Regions from separate parts of the Sus scrofa genome. Here region 1 is linked to region 2. The links are chromatin contacts, called in public Hi-C maps. All regions are on one chromosome and are shown on one strand. Each heading gives the region's core, a stretch centred on a gene start, on an enhancer-like site or on the middle of the called end of the contact. The rest is flanking DNA. Distances are from core to core; before and after follow the strand shown. Region 1 holds the start of GPD1L (glycerol-3-phosphate dehydrogenase 1-like protein). Region 2 has its middle 44 kb from the start of GPD1L.

The links. Hi-C and Micro-C count contacts between places; a contact is called where the count stands out from the background.
Region 1: a contact with region 2 is called in a Hi-C map of liver, with 3 times the contacts expected there. The contact joins the promoter of GPD1L here to the enhancer-like site in region 2. A contact is called at or near these places in 1 of 5 promoter capture datasets (liver), 3 of 47 Hi-C or Micro-C datasets (all in liver) and 2 of 2 datasets of contacts at active chromatin or transcription factors (alveolar macrophages and skeletal muscle).

Annotation. Positions count from the first base shown.
Region 1 is chr13:18,125,119-18,127,818 of Sscrofa11.1, forward strand. It overlaps GPD1L (glycerol-3-phosphate dehydrogenase 1-like protein), which reads left to right and starts at 1,353. Exons shown (of 8, transcript XM_003483139.4): 1 at 1,353-1,601. The coding sequence starts at 1,555.
Region 2 is chr13:18,081,496-18,084,195 of Sscrofa11.1, forward strand. No RefSeq gene overlaps it. Among named protein-coding and RNA genes, the nearest start is that of GPD1L, 44 kb to the right of the region's middle. Within about 2 kb of position 1,391, at least 13 of the 83 cell types and tissues checked have an H3K27ac peak or open chromatin away from gene starts, as enhancers often do. A contact at or near this core is called in alveolar macrophages and liver, where this site is marked.

The DNA.
Region 1 (2,700 bases), core at 103-2,602, 44 kb after region 2:
CATGCAGGCGCAGTTGCAATATCAGGGAACAGGAGTTTCCACATGAGGAATAAATCTTTTAAGCAAAAGCTAAACATGAACTGATCACTTGGTGTAAATCTTGGCAATGTACATTTACTCAAGTACATGAGTTCATTATTTAATTAGACCAACCCATTTCATAACACAAATGCAAGGGAGGAAAAATGAATAAAGCTTGGGTAGTTGAACTTTCATATCATTCCTGCATTGGTGTCTTTCCTGGCAAATAAATGAGAACAAACCACTAGTGAGGAGTGGAAAGCATGCCTGATCTCATCCACTCTCTCTAGGTAGTTCCTTGAGTAAACATCTTGTCATATAAATAAATTTTTCATACAATGTAGAAGCGAAAACAAAAATGAGCTAATCCTCTTTGCATCAAACTAATAGGCTTAGTATATTCCTAGGTACTGGAGTGTTTCCTCAGCCACTCTCCTCTGACATGTTTCCTGGTTTTCAATCTTGAGTTCTTTTGCAATCACCCTTGAACTTCAAAAAATCCTGATGTTTGTATCCCATTCTGGGAGATTCTGATGCAATTTGCTTGCGGTGCTGCCTGGTCTGGGGATTTTGAAAAGCTCCAGAGACTCTAATGTGCAGGGGAGTCCAAGAAGCCCCGGTTCGCACCACTTTGTCCTCTTCCCAAGGAAGGTCTCATGTGGCGCCCTGAGGAAAGGGATGCTCAGAAAGGATACCCAACGTTCCGTTTCTCAGAAGAAGGGAAGTGTGGTCTCGGAGCCACAAATCCTCCTGATCCCTGGGGCGGAAACGATGAGGAGGGAAGTCCTTCCAAATCAGTGGGTGAGGCAAGGGCAAGGTAGCCAGAGTCCAAATCTCTACCTGACTCTAACTACAAAGTTCTCACCCTGGAGCGCAGGGCTGTCTGGCCAAGTCCCGAAGGCCTCAGAAGATAACAGCGCCACCGCGAAGTCCGGCAGATGGTCTCCACAGGTGAGGCAGAAGTTAAGAGGTTTCCACAGGTGAGGCAGAGGCCCAAGAGAATGCGGCGGCCACTTCGAGGACTGGCCCAAGCCTGGACGACTTTAGACTGAAGCGGGGAGCTTCTCTCGGCTCCAAATTGCTGCGCGGAAGCTCTTCCTGAGAGGGAAGAAAGGCGGGGTGGGGAACACCGGGTCAAACCTGGTGCTACGAGAGGAGGGTGGTGCAGCACCAAGCGCTCGGAGCTCGAGGCGCAGTGCAACCTCCTTGGGCAGCACGTGGCGCGGTGGGAGAGGCGGCCCAGGAGGCGCGGACTACAAGTCCCGAAAGGCTTCGGGCAGCGCTGGGCGGTGCCAGAGCTGGGCCAGGAGGCTGGCGGGGCTCAGGCGTGCGCAGTGGTTATCGGGAGTGGCGGGGCGGGTCCTCCCCGCTGTCACTGTGGCCCGGGGCGTCCGGGCGGGGGTGGTCGCGGCCATTGGCTGAGAGGCGAGGGGGGCGGGGCCGCCGCGAGGCGCAGAGGCTTTAGGCTGAGCGGGTGTAGGCGGGCGGCCGGCAGAGGAGGTGCGAGCCGGGCTGTAGCGTTCCGGCCAGGCCATGGCAGCGTCACCCCTGAAAGTGTGCATCGTGGGCTCCGGGAACTGGTGAGCGGCGGCGGGCCGGCGGCGGGCCGGCGGCTGGGGCTCCGCTTGCGGGAAGCCCCTCTCTCAGGCGGCCGAGGGCGCGCGTACCCCCCGCAGCGTGGGCACTGGGCACCGCGCGCGGGGAGGCGGGTCAGGCTGCCTCAAGGCTGGGCTGGGCACCGCTCTCCCGGGGAGGCCGCGCTGAGGCACTGCCCCGGGAGGCCCTGGGCCCGCGTGCCCGGGGAGGTGGCGCGGAGAGAGCATATGGCATGCCCGCGGGCACCTGTCTGCTCTCGCAGCACCGCGCGCGGCTGGCGCACGAAGGCCACCTGCTCGCCGCTGCCAGGGGTTTGCGCAACATTCTAAAGGCGTTCTCTACTTTCCTGGGCAGATCGCCTGGGTCCAGGAGTTGGAGGGAGCTGGAGCGTTCTTGCTGTGGTTTCCGTGTGGAGGAAGCGGAGGCACAGGGGGTTGAAGGGCGCTTTTGCTTATCCAGGTCGAGGGCGGGGCCGGCGATGCCCTTCCAAGTGAGGGTCTCGCTCAGGCTTCTGCTTAGTAACCTTTCGGGAAGAACATCCCAAGTTCGTTCATGCCAGGCTCGCACTGTAGCCCGGGAGCATTGGGACTCCTCTGGGAGGTTTGTGAAGCTTTGCGTCTCGGCTAGGCTTTGACTTTAGCGTTTGTAAAGCACTTTGTGCCGTGCACTCTTGTAAGCACTTTAAATGTCAGCTCTTTTAGTTCCCTTTCTTCTTCTTCTTCTAAGTTTAAGAAAGGGAACTAAAACGGTGGGAATGTTTGACGTGTGCAGGTGAATATAGAGGAAAGTGGGCTGGAGGCAAGAAGGCAGAATATGGTATAGCATCTGATATTTTAACATTGCCGTGCACTGTTTTTCCCACGTCCGAGGAACTGGTATAGAATAGTTGAGTGTTGTTTTTTCACTTCACTTTTTTTTTTTTTTCCTGTGGTGGGACACTCATCACAGTTCAGGCTTCTAGGAGTCCTGCAGCAATTGGTACTAGTTACCTGGTCTCCATTTTTTTCTTTTGGGGGGGGGGCGGCACCCATGGCCTATGGAAGTTCCCAGGCTAGGGGTCCAATCGGAGCTGTAGCTGCCTAC
Region 2 (2,700 bases), core at 141-2,640:
ATTTTTGTGCCTGTGCTCAGGAGGAGTTTTGATCTGTAATTTTCTATTCTTATGATATATTTGTCTGGCTTTGGTATCAGGGGAATGCTACCCTCACGAGTGGGGGTTCTTTGTTACTGTGGCCTAACCTACCCTAGCCTAACTGATACGGTTCCTGAAAAAATATGATGCAGTTCTGTACTTATAATCTCCAAGATACAGTGTTAGGTGGTAAATGAATGTTGCAGACTCTATGGTATATGGTGTGCTATCATTTGTATAGGGAAAACCTAATCTATAAACCCATATATATGCATAGCATTTCTCTGGAAGAACGCATAAGGAACTGAAAATAAGGCTACCTCTGTGAAGGAAAAGTGAGCCACTGGAGTAGTAGGAAGAAGACTTTTTTTTTCCTTTTTATCCTCTCTTACCTTTTGAAATTTGTAACATGTACAGGTACACCTATATACACATACCACTTTTATAAAAATATTTATATTATAAGGAAGCATAGCCGCAGATGAGGGTCACAGAAATAAGTTTTGGAAAGAAATGCTGGAGTAGGGCATTGGGCATTGTTCCTAGTTACATGGCCTCCAAACTTAACTCCTTGGCCCTCACTAAGCTTCTGTAAGAACCTTAATGTTGTTTGCTTTTTTTTTTTTTTTAATTTTAGGGCCACACCCACAGCATATAGAGGTTTTCAGGCTAGGGGTCGAATCAGAGCTGTAGCTACCGGCCTACACAACAGCCACAGCAACGCAGGATCCAAGCTGTGACTGCGACCTACACTACAGCTCACGGCAACACCAGATCCTTAACCCACTAAGCAAGGCTGGGGTTCGAACCTGCATCCTCATGGATGCTAGTCAGATTCGTTAACCGCTGAGCCGCAATGGGAACTCTGAGAACCTTAATGTTGTTTAAGGAGTTCCTTTTCTGCTTCATACAACTTCAACTAAGAATCTAGATTGATGTGATTACAGGGATGCCTAAAGGGACAGCCAAAGGAACTACATGCGTCTAAAAGGTTCCTTAGTGGAGCTCCCTGGTGGCTTAGTAGGTTAAGAGGCTGTCATTGTCACTGCTGTGGTGTGGGTTTGATCCCTGGCCTGGGAACTTCCATATGCTATGTACGCAGCCAAAAAAACAAAAATAAGAATAAAGCCCTGTAGTGACTATAAAGCAGGGTGGTTCCTACCACACACGGCAATGGTCATGGGAGAAAACTCTCTATCAGTTAATATCTGCATTACCTTTTGCCTAGTGAGCAAAGGTTGTTCTTGGGAAATGCTCGGCAATGCTAACCTTCTTTTCATTTCAAAACAGGGGCCTGCACAGCTGTGCTTTGCAGATGGTGAACAGCTTCCGCTATTTTTAGCCAAGACAGCTCTAAGCTGAGGAAGCATGCACAGGACCAAAATTCCCCCGAGCCCGCTTCACTTCCTCAGTAACACCCTCAATTCTGGGCCAGAGATGCCGCATTGCATCCACAGATCTGCATCAGCCCCCAGAAAAGCTATGTTCTTGCCTAGAGAGAAACAGCTCTGGAGTTCTAGGACACTAGATTCAGTGAGAATAGCCATGGCCAGCTGAGGGGTCGCTGATTTATGAAAAGATACGTAATGAACACCCTGCGTTGTCTACAATTATGTACGAAAATTATCAAATACAGATTGAAAGACACAGACCAAACTCATCAGGCTGGCTGAAGTCAGAGCACAGAGCCGGAGGGAAGTGGGGGTGGTGTCGTAATGAAAAGGGATTCCAGCTTCACCTGCAATGTTTCATATTCATTAATGAGAAGACTGGATGCAAATCAGACAAAATTAACCTAAATTTTTTTTTGGCTGCACTCTTGGCATGCAGCTTTATCGTCTCTAATGATCTGTACCTTGGTTGCGGAAGGTTCCTTCCATATTTTACCTGTGTTTCTCCTGCCCCACACATCACCAAAGAGTCTAGCAGTCCCTTTAAAAATCTTCTGACAAAAAAGAAGAAAAAATAAAATAAAATGAGTTCTGGAGTTTCCATTGTGGCACAGTGGAAAAAATTTGACTAGGAACCATGAGGTTGCGGGTTTGATCTCTGGCCTTGCTCAGTGGGTTAAGGATCTGGTGTTGCCATGAGTTGTGGTGTAGATCGCAGACTTGGCTCAAATCTGATGTTGCTGTGGCTGTGGTGTAGGCTGGCAGCTGTAGCTCCGACTGGACGCCTAGCCTGGGAACCTCCATGTGCCATGGGTGTGGCCCTAAAAAGAAGAAAAAAAAAAAAGAGTTCCTGCTGTGGCACAGTGGGATTGGCAATGTCTCTGTAGTGCTGGGACGGAAGTTTGATCCCAACCCAGCACAGTGGATCTGGCATCACCAGGGCTGTGGCCTAGGTTGTATCTGAGGCTTGGATCTGAACCCTGGCCCCTCGCCCTTGGCCCCTGGCCCGGGAAATCCAGATGCCATGGAGTAGCCAAAAAAGAAGGAAAAAAAAAATCTTTTGGGGGAACTCCCTGGTGGCTAGGTAGGATAAGGATCCAGCATTGATACTGCTGTGCTACTGGTTTGATCCCTGGCCTGGGAATTTTCTAACACCATGGGTGTGGCCCCCCCAAAAAAGATCTTTTGACTGACTGCCAAATTCTAAATGCCTCTTCCTCCCTTCCTTCCTCTCTTCCTACCTTTCATCCTTCTTCCCTCAATCCTTCCTTCCTTGGAGCTGGAGAAC